Linked DNA regions of Capra hircus: region 1 is linked to region 2. A link is a contact called in public Hi-C data. All regions are on one chromosome and are shown on one strand. Each heading gives the region's core, a stretch centred on a gene start, on an enhancer-like site or on the middle of the called end of the contact. The rest is flanking DNA. Distances are from core to core; before and after follow the strand shown. Region 1 overlaps RASSF5 (ras association domain-containing protein 5). Region 2 overlaps RASSF5 (ras association domain-containing protein 5).

Region 1 (6,748 bases), core at 4,055-6,554, 36 kb before region 2:
AATTGGATTCCCTTTTGTTTCTTCCACTTAGCTAAACTGTATTACTGAGTTTTCAGGTTCGAAGCTGTTTGAAAGGAGCACTGGAGGCCGATGGAGGCTGCTCCTTGCGTTCGTGTGGTTTCAGTCACTTGGTGTGTACTCTGCCTTTAAGGCCCCACAGCCCATCCAGAGCTCAGGGACAGGGAGCCTGCCAAATATTCAGTAACCTCTTGCTATTCTTACTACCTAATTAACCTCCCAGCCCCAAAATCATTCCTTCGGATATCTAAAGGGCTATTTGTATGTTTATATTTGTCATCATTCAAAAGAAGGAACAGTTATCTCTTCCTTGAGCAAAGTTTAGGCTAGACCAGACATACACAGTGAAAGCACTTTAGGACATGGGTTTCTACACAACAGTAAGTTGCCCTCAGCATTGACAACTGCTGCTGATAGCTGTGGGTTGTGATGTGGCTACAGGGTAGATGGCTTTGCTACAGTGAAGAGTCTTAATCAACTAATGCTTTCTTTAGCCTCACCTGGGGCTCATGGACAAGGTCTTCAGAGGGTCTGCGGAGTTCTCTGAAATAGTGCGTAAGATTTTGTGTGACCATTTCCCTAAAGGAGGTTACCATGCTTTTGTCCAGTTCCCAGCTGGATCATGTGAAAAGGTTCAGACCCCTGCTGTGGTCCCTGCTCAGTCTGACGGTCACCAGGGGCCTCCTTGTGCAATAGGAAGGAGAAGGGCTGAGCCAAATCACTGCAGAGTTATCTGCTTTTTACCATCAAAAAAATAAAATTACACTTCACTTTACTTTTTTTCTTGCTCATCTTGTTTTGTTTTTGTTTTTTTTTAACCAAGATAAAGACTCGAAAATACCCACAATATTCACAAATTCCCCACCTGGAGCTTGAATAAGAAGGCATGAATGTAAAAATGTCTGTGAGGTCCCTTGCCTTTTGTTATGAGGCTCTGAATAATCGGTCTTTTCACTGCTGACTCACTGTAAGTAAACTGCGTCATTTTACTGATCTGCTCTGTTAACATAAGCATATGAAAAACTGAGAAAGAGATTTCTAGAAATTGACCCCAAACAAGATTCTGTCACAACAGAACCCTTGGACAGACAGAGGTTGATCGGCGGGAGTTAGAGTAGTCGTGAAATGCGGTCCTCACACGAATACAAATGACACGGAGGGAGCGTGTGGCGGTGGAGTCGCTCAGTTGTGTCCGTCTCTTGCGACCCCACGGACTGAAGCCCGCCAGGCTTCTCTGCCCATAGGATTCTCCAGGCAGGAGTACTGGAGTGGGCCATTTCCTTCTCCCAAGAAAACACATCGTGCTTTATAAAGTTCTCTCACAGACATAATTTGTTTAGCACAACCCTGGAGGGACTGGAGGCTCAGGGTTCTGTCTTGCCTTGTTCACCCCTACTAAAGACACAAGCCACTGCATGGTGAGGCTAGGTCTAACAGTGAACATCCACAATTCAGGTCTGACCCAGAATTCTGCCCTGACACAGTGCTGTCAAGACGCGCTTCGGATGGTTTTCCCAGTAATGGTGACACATTTTGCATAGATTCATCTTCCCTTTGCTTCTCATGAATACCATAGGTACATGGGAGGAGGCAAGGGCGTGTTGGGCTGTGCCAGGGATTCCTTTTTCTATGTGCTAAGCCAAATTATCTACACCAAGGTCAAACGTATAACTTTGAACTTAATCTCACATCGTAACCAAATGAGTTTCAGTGAAACGCAAAAACTGGTTCATTTCTGGGTTTTGGCAAAATTATTGAAAGATATACCTCTTGGAGCGAGCAAGCGTTACGGCTGTACCCCATCCCTGGACACTTTTAAGGATGTCTCTTGGACAGGGGTGCTCTCCTAGAAGGAGGGCAGGGGTGGGCGGGATGGACTGCGGGCCCTTGTTGGTTGCACTGTGTGTGATCGATACCGGAAGGCAGGCGAGAATTCCTTTTTAATAACTTTTATATGGTTAGCGCCACAATTACTGAGATATTCCTTTGATGGACATCAGAGCTAAGGTGGAAGGACTGTCTTAGCCATCTAGCCCTTTCCTCTGGGTGAGATGATCGCAAACGTTCAAAGACTCCTTCCTATCTGACTTTAAAACAATGCCAGAAAAAGAAGAATCGCTGCTTAACTCAGTAGCCTGTGCTGGTGTTTAATCATCCATCCTTGGCTCCAGAGAGCCCCCCACCCCCCTTTTCAAAGTGCTCCTTCTGTAGTGAGTCCCCCTGCTTTCCTGCTCTGGGGGGTGGAGGATAACCCGTCACCATGGCAGCACCTCCAGCCCGCGCCTCTGGAAGGTGTTCTCAGAGCCTTCATCCCTCTATTTGTTGGCAAAAGAAAATCTGACTTGGCCTTGAAGTGTGTGCGTTCCTCTGTCCCCACCCCTCTCCCAGCTCCACCATTTCCACACAATTTCCCAGATTTCCCTGAGAGGGGGAGGTTCAAGGAACGCATCTCCCGTCTGAATCATTTTTGCAACAAGCTTTTATTACTTTTTTTAAAACCCATATAAGACAGACATTTCAGAAGAAAACCGCCCCAGAGCACACACGGGGCAATAACGGCAGAAGGCGCTCCACACCGACCCTGCGAGGGGAGGGGGGCTCCCCACTCGCTACTGTTTCGGAGGCGCAGACCCCAGCCCGGGTCCCTTGGTCTAACTGTGCTTTCGATAAAGTCTGAATTTTCCCAGTTTTCTTATTTCATAAACGCCCCATCTCTTTATATATAACTATATGCCTTTATGTATATATGTACACGACTTCTTTTTCTTCTCAAAAATAAAATGGCCACCCCATCCGAGGGGGGGTCTCAGCAGCATTCACAGCGGTTGCAGCGGCGTGCCTTCTGTTCGTGTTACAGACATGCAGCGTGGAGGAGAGGGTGCTGCGCCCGCCCACAGCAGGGAGAGGGGATTTTAAGGGAGGGAAGTGATAAGGCTGAGCAGGAGATGGCAGATAACTAGGGTTTTTATGATGGAAAACATCTATTTGAGCTGCTTAGCTCGTCCAGTTTTTGCAGCTCTGAAGACCAAGAAGTTTGCACGATGAAGGTTCTGTATTCCTTCTAGGATTAGGGGCCAGGTGGACTCAGGGAGGGGACTTGTGAGGCTTGAACTGACCCAAGAAGGACTTGCGAAGGCAGAGAACAGTGAAGAAATGGATCTCTTAGAGGCTGGATTGGAAAACCGGCCCCACTTTGAAAGGTCACAGCCCTTCTCCCTCTGCCCTGGAGTGTCTCTGCCGTCCTGGCTCCTGGCTTGAATCGTTTGGCTGGTTTTAGGTTTGAACCTAAGCAAGGAGCCGGCAGAGATGTAGAGTCGGGAATCTCATCCGCCCTGTCCAGGCGGTTTGACCTCACTTCTAGGAAGTCAGGGCCCAGGACCTTAGGCGGGCAGGAACTTTGTGACCCTCATCCCATGCTTGGGAGGCAGGCTCCCCTGTCCTTGTCTCCCACACCACCGTGGTCCACTTCCTGGCAGGAGCAAGCCAGCAGCAGAGCCTCAAGCAAAGGCCCAGGTTCCTGACCCTCTCCAAAAACAAAAAGGCACTGAGGTCAGCGGGAGGCCAGCCCCACGGCCGACAATGCTTCAGACCATGAAGGAGTCCCAAGTTGGCTGCGTTGGAGGGCACCCCCCTCCGTAACCAAGGCAGCTCCTCCGGCAGCACTTGGAGATCCCAGAGTCCAGAGGGAGGGGAGGGGCAGTCCTGGAGGCCGGAGGGGAACCGAGGCAGCCGCTAGCTGGGGAGGCCTGAAGACAGCTTGGACTCGTTTACCTGCAACACATTTTGGCTTTGACCGTCTGATTTCCACACTCATCAGGAGACTTTAAAAATGGTTAAGGAGCTGGTTTCCCCTTAGTGGAAACAATGAGGATGATGGCAATATTAAACTCAAAACTGCAACTTAAAAACAAGAGCTGACGAAGGTGTGGCTGAAGCCCACACGCACACAGATATAAATGCCTTTGGGTTTACACGTGTACAGACTCGGGCCATCAGGGCCAGGGCCAGCTGCAGCTTCTCTGGAAATCTCTCAGGCAACCTCAGCTTTGGTGCTTCTGACCCAAGCCTCTGGGGCCAGTAGCTTTATGACCATCCCTTACCCGTGAGCAATGGGCACCTGAGGACGGTGGGGGAAAATTCTCTTTTTTAACTATTTATTTATTTGACTGCACAGGGTCTTAAGTTGTAGCACGCGAGATGTTTCAGTGGAGGCGTGTGGGATCTAGTTCCCCGACTGGGGATCGAACCTGGGCCCCAAGCGTTGGGAGCTTGGAGTCTTAGCCACTGGATCACAAGGGAAGACCCGGGACAGTTCTTCTATGAGCACTGTCCTGTTTCAGGAGCTTAGCTCAGACCTGCTAAAGGAATATACTACAGTTCTGGACTCATAAATAAAGGAACTGTGGATGGCAAATAAGAAACGAACTGAAGAAGTCTAAAGGCCAGAGAAAGAACACGTATCTCTAAAACCCTTTGCTTTGCCAGCTGGTGTAGGGAGAGGCAGCTGTTTGGTTTGCGGAAGGCTTGCAGATGGCGAGACGAGGTGGCCGATCTTGCACACGAGCGCGCTGCTCGGGGGCGGTGTGCAGAGGCACGGATGGCGACAGGCAGGCCCCGAGCCTGCACGCACACGCGGCCGCCAGAGGCGTCGTGCCACATCTGGAACTGATGGGCAGGCACAGATGCACCCACCAGAGGTGTCCTGAGAAAGTGTCTGTTGCAAAATAATAATTAATAATAAAAATTAAATCCATGGGCTTTCAGGAGAAGGGGAGGCTGGACTGGCTAGGCAGGTTTGCCCTGGGATTTTCTTAAAGCCTCCTCCAGTTTCTGCCTGAACTTGTTGTACTTCTTCTGCACTTGTTGGACCTTGTCCTGCTCCTCTTTCTCCAGGATCGTTAGGAAGTTCTGGAGCTCAGGGATGGAGAAGGCATCCCACTGGGCGGCGAGAGGGAGATTGGGGGAGAGAGAGAACAGGAGCCAGGTTAGACATCACGTGACGGAGGGGCCCTGCCAGCTCAGCTCCCCCTTCACACCACTTGCTACGGAATAGGCAGGTGTGATGAACACAGCCTGAGGTCTCCATGCCATATCAGCAGCAGAATTTCAAATCCTGGCATCTTCTGGCCAAGAATTAGTAGACCATAAGCCCTGTTTTGATTGGCTTATGCTGTATTTTATTGGCTTAGGCTCTATTCATTGGAGAATCAATAATCTTAAATTTCTCGGTAGCAGCTGAGATCCTAACTGTGATGCTGGAGCTGCCTGAGACCCTGGTGACCACCTGGAGCTGTCTGCTTTGGGGCTGACCAGCAACGGGTCCCCAGCATGCAGCCCCCAGAGTGACGTCGGGAGGGGAGCTGAGCTTGGACTCAGGAGACTGGGCGTCAGCCTGGCTCTGCCATGTGACCCTGAGCACAGAACTCCACCCTTCTCAGCTGTTTCCTCATCTGCCGTGGAATTAGGGTGTCCACCTCCCGAGGCTCGCAGCGCAGATAATGAGATGAGTCACTTGCACAGCTCTGCAGGGCCTGGCGGGCCTGGGCCTGGCCAGTGGGATCTGGCTTCTCAGGACAGAAGGCAAGTCCGGCTTTTCCCGGCTGACCCAGGAACTGAGGCCCCCATGGGGTCAGGGACTTTGACTCCTAGGCTTGTTGAGCACAACGGAACATCAAGGTTTATCTGGTTTAATCCCCACATTGGAGAAATGGGAAAGCTGAAGTCCACAGAGGGAACCACTGTCACAGAGCTTCCAGTACAGCCACAAAACTTGAACGAGAAGCCAGGCCTCTAAACCCCAGGCCTGTGAGGTTCCCACGGGGCCAGCAACGCTCAAACAGTTTCTGTGGAATACTCTGTCCCAACAAAACCTCCCACTCTGTCAAACAGAGGGAGAGCAGAGCTTCCTGGTGGAGGCTGGAAAAAGACAGGCCTAGATCCCCCTAATTTCCACAGTGGCCCCCAAGACTGCTTCTGAAAACCCCAGGACGCAGGGAGCACCAGCTTGGTTTCACCCCAGTTCATACCGCAGGCTGGACGCTTCCCTTGGGGTAGCGAGGTCTGCTTTCAAGAACTAGGGAGAGACAATTGAGTCAACAGTACCTGTGCTTGGGGGAGCCCAGAGTTGGAGCTTGCTGGGCCTCAGGACATCCTCAGGAGCGAAAAGCTGGGTGGAACACAGGGAGGTTCTCAGCACCCCTCCACCCTGAGTGTTCAAAGTAGGCACATGGAATCCTGTCCTTCCATAGGCCTTGCCAGACAGGCCCTGACCTGCTCCCCCAGAGCACTTACACTCCTGACTTCAGCGCTGATCTTGGGCCACACTCGCCCCAGCTCAGCAGCTGCAGGGCGGCCTCCAGCTGCGCTGGGGGGTGTGGACCGAGCCCGCCCTGCTAGGCGAGCCCCACGGGCTGGGAATGCGCACAGGCGGAGGTGCCAGGACCTACCTCCACCTCTCCAGTTTCGTTCTCCTTTAGCACGAAGCTGAGGACGTCTGTGTCAGGCCCGGCGAGTAAGCGCAGGTAGAGGGGGCAGTCAGCGATGGAGAGTTTCTGGAAGAGCACTGCAACATGTATAGTACCACATGTGAGACAGCCCGCCAGTCCAGGTTCGATGCATGCGACAGCCAGCGCTCAGGGCTGGTGCACTGGGATGACCCAGAGGGGTGGGATGGGGAGGGAGGTGGGAGGGGGTTCAGGATGGGGAACACATGTATACTCATGGCTGATTC
Region 2 (6,388 bases), core at 2,735-5,234:
AGATTATTATTCCCTTTTCACGGGTGAGGAAACTGAAGCTCAGAGTCACATTGGTAGGACCAGTTTGCTGGGACTCAGACCCGGGTCCTTGCAGTCCTAGGGCCTGTCAGCGTGCTGCCGTCTCTCAGCAGAGAGGGGCTCGGAATCTCGGGAACAGAAAACAAGCCTTCAGAGCCGAGCAATGCCAGGGGCACCGTGCTCCTGGAGTCTGATGGCCTGGGGACACTGGAAACGCCCAGAGAGTGGCTGAGAGGGGTTATCAGGACTTTCTCCAAGTCTGTGTCTCCTGTAGTTCCAAAAAGCATCCAGTCTTGGGGCACAAGCTGGGTAAGGGGCTAGACTCAGCCCCCAGACTGCAAGCTGCCAGCTCCATTTTAAGCTCTGGCTACTTTTGCGAGGAGCCCTCTTCCTCCCCCATCTTAGTCAAATCCGTCAGTGCTCAGGATGGTTTCAACTGCAGCCCAATTTGGCTCCATCCTCCCACACAGTCTTTTTTCTAGAAGCCCGCGAATGCCTGGCAGGCACGAACATGAGCTAGCTGAGAGCCCGCACCGCGGCCCGCTGACCTGCCCAACTCCAGGGATGGTCACTACCAGTAGCTGCCTCCCCGGCCGGGAGTAAGTGGAAGTAACAAGTGGAAGTAACCAGGTGGGGAGGGGCGCTGGGGTGAGCTTCCAGGTGTTTTCAGGGAAGAATTCACGTTAGTGGGGTTGAAAGTAGGTTTTGGAACAATCTGCTCTTCAAATGAGTATTTCAAAGACTGTTTTGTTGGGCAAGGCTTCCCTGATAACTCAGTTGGTAGAAGAATCTGCCTGCAATGCAGGAGACCCCAGTTCAGTTCTTGGGTTGGGAAGATAACGCTGGAGAAGGGATATACTACCCACTCCAGTATTCTTGGGCTTCCCTGGTGGCTCAGCTGGTAAAGAATCCACCTGCAGTGCAGGAGACCTGGGTTTGATCCCTGGGTTAGGAAGATCCCCTGGAGAAGGGGGACCCACTCCAGTATTCTGGCCTGGAGAATTCCACGGACGGTATAGTCCACGCAGTGACAGAGCACACACAACTGAGTGACTTTCACTTTCACTTTGTTGGGAGTAGGGGAGTTTGCCCCCGAGACTATGGTCCAGGGAAAGGAAGCTGATTTTGGCCTCACCAGCACCTCAAAGGCCAATGTCAGGATGATGAATCCTGCAGGGAGGGGGCTCTGCATGACCCCTGGGCATCAGCAAGAGCCTGCCTGCTTTGTCTGGCCACTGAAAGAACACACGTTTCCTTATACAAGGAACCTCCTTGCTCAGTGGGAATTCAATACTTAAGGGAAAAACAGGCCCCAGATTCTCGGGCCACCCTGGACCTTGGAGTACACACTGACCTCTGCAGAGCAAACGCAGCCCTACACATTCAAAACGTACAATCTTAAAATACAGCGGACAACGGGCTTTTTGAACCACAAGCCAAAGTACCCCAGGAGTCAGCGTGAGTCTCTGCTTGTGAGCGGCACACTAGATGCCAGATCCACTTAGGAAAAGGCCTGAGTGACACCGTGTTCTTTCAGGGTGCTGCTCCCTGCCAGTTCAAATATTATGAAAAGTGACATCTGAATAGGGCTTTTCAAAGTCCCTTCACCTCATCACTTGGGTTGCTCTGCAACCCTGATAGCAGGTTTTACTCCCATTTCACAGATGAGGAAACTGAGGGAAGCGATGTGTTCCATCATAGCTCATGAGATATTCTCAAAGCCTAGTTAGTGTCTGTATATCTACCCTACTCCACCTGTCAATGAGTCCAGGCTTGGAAGGAAGCCAAGCAAAGCAGAAATGGTGCTGGCGAGGACCCTGGGACTCTTCTGAAGCCAGCAAAGATCACATGTGATACAACAGGTTGGCCAGCCTCCAGGAGGAAAAATCCAGACTGAAGCTCCATAATCCCAAAGGGAGGAAGACCGGGTTCCTTTCAGTGTCCAGTGACCCTGGCTACACCTCTTCCCCATGAATAATCAACGATGGTGATAACGTGGCCAGGGGGAGGGGAGAAGGCAGCCGGAAGAGCTTAGGCAACAGCGCTTCATGCTTCTGGAAGTGAACGTGCGAAGGGTAGGAACTGGCTGTTCCTGTCCCTGGTCCCAGGAAGAGGAGTCTGGCCCTGAAGCTGCAGCATCCAGAGCCCCAGAGCAATGATGGCGTCGCTATTGGGGGGTGGGGTGGGCAGGGTGGATTCAGAAAGCCCCACTGAAGTGGTGGATGGGTGACTTCCCTGTCTCAGAGCGTCAGATAATGAAAGACATCATTGGAAACTTTCTTCCTCTCTCAAATGCCATCCTGACACGTGGCCAGATCCCTTGTCAAATCCACCCTGTGGGTCTGTGTTCCAGGAAAGCTGTGGTACAAGAATGGAAGCCAGGGGGCTGGTATTCCAGGCCCAGCTCCAGCTCTAGCTTGCTGTGGGAGCTTCAGCAACTTTGGACCTCAGGTCTCCTCATCCAGGATCCATGGAGGGGTCCAGAGATCAGGTTTGGGGCCTCATGAACGACAAACATATTCAGAGGCCGAAAATCGGGTGAGGTGCCAACCCACCCCAGAAACCATTTGGAGCGATCATTAGCCGCCTTGCGTGGACGCTGTCTTCCTAGTAACTTTATGTGCTTCGTTTCATTTAATCCCTACAGCAAACGGGGGAGGAGGCTACAGTTCAATATCTCCACTTTACAGAGTGGAAGAGGAGGTTCTGGCAGGTCGAGTGACCTGCACACAGTCAGACATGCTAGTTCCGGAGGAGCCAAATCAGCCCAGCTGGTCTGACTCCAGACCCAGGCCCTTGACTGTGTACAGGCAGAGCATCAGAACCTATCCCCCGACCGCTCTGCGCACAGTCATCCTGCCTGACACTGGCGTCTGTCACAGATAAGTCAGGAGCTGCTTTCTCAGTCTGCCTATGACCCTGTCTTCCCTTTGGCTCACTGGGGTTTTCCACAGTTCACTGACTGTTTCCTCCACCCCCTCTGTGCTCGCATTGTCCCTGGGAGCTGCGTCTAGGCCAATGGCATCAACCACACTTGACCTGTCTCATGATGCCCTCTCCCCCAGGTACTCCAGATGGATGCTTCACCAGGTACCCAGCCCTCCCCACTACGGCCTCACTCTCAACAGGTCCAAACGGAGGTGATTATTCGGGGCCTCAGCCTCCCCCTGCTCCCCCTACTTTAGAATTTCCTATCTTGATGGATTCCATCAACACAGATTATTGCAAAGCCTTCCAATAATGTCCTTCGTTCCCATCCTGACTCCTCCAAACTCCCCACTGTCTTGTTGCCAAAGTTACCCATCTAGACCGAGATCTGATCAGGGTTATTTCATCATAAAATCTTCCCATTCAGATGTCAACTAATAATTATTGAATATGTACTGAGGATCAAGACTTAGTATCAAGCTTATTCATTTATTCAACAAATAATTCCTGAGCACTTTCTACATGGCAGGCACCAGACTGGGTGTTCTGAAGAACACATAGTCCTTGCTTTCTCCTAACAGCCAGTCTGAACAACACAAAATAAGATGTCATATTGGAGCTACCGAGCTCTCATATACTTCATTCTTGCACTTAATCCCCCAGACGTGGAACAATGGACTGGTTCAGAATTGAGAAAGGAGTACATCAAGGCTGTATATTGTCACAACCCTGTAAGAACGTATTTTACAGATGAGTAAAATGAGACTCAGGATGGCTGATTTGCCCCAAACCGAAGAGCAAATAAATAGTGGGATCAGATTTCAAACCCAGAGCCTCAGTGTCTGACAATTTTTCACCACAGCTGTCCTGCCTCCAGTGACGCCCCAGTGCCTACAACAATATCCTCAGCTCCAGAGCAGGTCCTTCAAGGCCCTTCACAGCACGTGCCCGGCCTACAGGCCATGCCCACCGCCAGCCACACTCAGGCAGCCCTCCTTGCAGGCACACACGCTCGCCTCACGCTCCCGGCAGCCGCCCACCCCGCGCGTGGCCTTGCTCTCGGTCTCCTCTGCGTTCAGAGCGCTCCTGCCTCCACTGGCTTCCTGACGCACACTCCCCACCCACGGCCACACCTGCCCCACCTTCCCAGCGCCTCTCGGAAGCAGCCTTTCTCAGATGCCCTCTCTGGGGTGAACCTTACTGCCACCCCGTGTCCCGAGAGCAGCTTCTGACAGCATTAGACTGTGAGCACACCACAGAGCTCAGCTTCCCCCGGATGACTTCCTGTTGTGAGAGGTACGCGGCTGACTCACAGCAGAGGCAGTTTTCTGGGGCTCCTAGCCCTCTCCACGCTTCGCTTGCTGGGTTGTCAGGCTGCCAGCTTCGCTAAGGCCGTGACACACACACCAAAGGCAGTTAGATCAGCCCAGACTAAGACGCGGAGGCCCTGGAGGGCTGTTGCTGGGTCTGCGGCAGGCCTGGGGAGTTGGCCTTCTAGCTGCCCTCCTTTAGGGGAACTAGAGAATCATAAAAGATGCTTCTGACCAACAATCCCATCCCTCGCGCTATCGCTTCAGTCCTTCAGGAGCCAGGGCAATGTGGTCACGGATGTGAGATGTGTGAACAACCCTTGCACTACTGCATGTAGAGAGAGAGAGGCTTGTTGCCTCCTTAGGGCCTCAGGACAAGCTGGCCCAGCCAGAGGTCATCTCAGGCACCTACTGGTTCTAGGCTGGGAGGAGTAAGTGGGGCTGTGAGGGGCACAGAGATACATCTCCAGTGCTTAAGCATTTCAAGAGAAGCAAGGGCTAGAACCCTGGCTCTGCTTGGCACCAGGGTATCAAGAGCCTCCTGGTTGGGAAGCCATTCCCATTGTCTGATCAGAACTGAGCTCCCCTGGGCTGCCAGACAGGCCTTAGGGCGGCTCCTGTTAGAGCAGCTGTTGAGTGGAGCGGAATCACTGACAACTTTGGCCAGCACTTCTGGTTTCTAGAGCGTGGAGGGAAATCTGTGGTGGGGGGTGGCTGGAGACTGGCCCCTCCTTTTGGCACCTGTGGATGGGCTGGCAACAAATGAGATAAAATAGAATTGTAAAATGTATTCGATTAATCCAAAAGAAGGAAGAAAAGGAAACAAAGAATAAGCCTAATAGAAAACAAACAGCAAGAAGATAGACTTCAAATCTAATTATATCAATAACCACATTAAATGCAAATGAACTAAATAACTCAAAGAGCAGAGATGATCCAATTGGATTAAGAAAAACAAGATTCCACTACTTGCTTTCTGTAAGACATGACCTTTAAATATAAAGGCACAGATAGCCTAAAATAAAAGGATGGATAAAGAAATAACATGCTAATGGTAATCAAAAGAACGCCGCAGTGGCTACATCAACGTTAGAGAAAGTCGATTTCAGAACAAAGAATATTGCCAAAGATAAATTTATTTCATAATGAAAAGGGTCGATTAATCCAGAGACTGTAATAATGTTCAGTGTTTACGCACTGAATAATGTAGCTTCAAAGTACAAGATAGGATTGAAAGGAGACGTGGCCAAATCTACAATTAGAGTTGGAGAGTTCAACACCCCTCTCTCAATAATTGATAAAAGAAGCAGAGCACGTGGTGTGCCTCAACAAACGTTAGCTAACGTTGGTATCACAGTTCAGCCTGATAAGCCTTTAGAGCATTTCAGAGGAGACCCAGGGCCAGAATCCCTGGAGAGGCGCACACGCATCTATCGGGAGTGCTCCTCAGGGAGCCCCAGCCTCTGCAGAGGCAGACTCGGTCCCCGCGGGTCTTCCCTTCCGGCTCCGTGGCTCCCCCGTGTGGCGGCTCTGGGTTCGGCCTGTGGCGCGGGGCTGGGGGGCTGGGGCATCCTCCTGAAGGGTTCGGAGAAGCGAGCCCTCGGCAGGGGCAGGGCAAGGAAACGGAGGTGCGGCCGCAGAGACAGGACAGGGCCGGGAGGCAGGAAACCCGGCTCTCCTGACCAGCTGGGTCACCGCTCCGAGGCTGCGGGGGCCGCGGGAGGCGATTGCAGCGGGCGCCCTGCGAGGGGAAGACCGCGAGGGGCTGCGGGGAGAAGGCGGGGGACACACGGAGAAAGTCTAGGCGGCCCGACCGGGAGGGCTGAAAGGCCAGCCGGCCAGCCCCCGTCCCTTGGTGAAGGCAGACAGGGTCCTGAGTCCTTTTATCAACAGAGCAGAGCAATAAGAGGCTGCAAAGAAGGGGATAATCGTGTCTTGTAGCGAGAGTGCCCAGCAAACCACAAAACCATAGTGTCCTGGGTTTATGTCCAGGAGAAGAATGCATCTTTCTGGTATTGTGGAGAGTAGGCAGAACCAGACTGTGAAGGGTTTTGTATGCTAATCCAGATTCAGACTGACTTTGAGGGTAATAGGAAGCTGCCAGGGGCTTCCATCACAGGGCGACATGATTA

The links. Hi-C and Micro-C count contacts between places; a contact is called where the count stands out from the background.
Region 1: a contact with region 2 is called in a Hi-C map of blood, with 4 times the contacts expected there. The contact joins two enhancer-like sites. A contact is called at or near these places in 2 of 5 Hi-C or Micro-C datasets (both in blood).

Annotation. Positions count from the first base shown.
Region 1 is chr16:3,717,522-3,724,269 of ARS1.2, reverse strand. It overlaps RASSF5 (ras association domain-containing protein 5), which reads right to left. Exons shown (of 6, transcript XM_018060091.1): 5 at 6,465-6,580; 6 at 2,480-4,956. The coding sequence ends at 4,804. Among named protein-coding and RNA genes, the nearest start is that of EIF2D, 25 kb to the left of the region's middle. Within about 2 kb of position 5,304, at least 3 of the 5 cell types and tissues checked have an H3K27ac peak or open chromatin away from gene starts, as enhancers often do.
Region 2 is chr16:3,681,012-3,687,399 of ARS1.2, reverse strand. All of the region lies in intron 2 of RASSF5 (ras association domain-containing protein 5), which reads right to left. Among named protein-coding and RNA genes, the nearest start is that of RASSF5, 38 kb to the right of the region's middle. Within about 2 kb of position 3,984, at least 2 of the 5 cell types and tissues checked have an H3K27ac peak or open chromatin away from gene starts, as enhancers often do.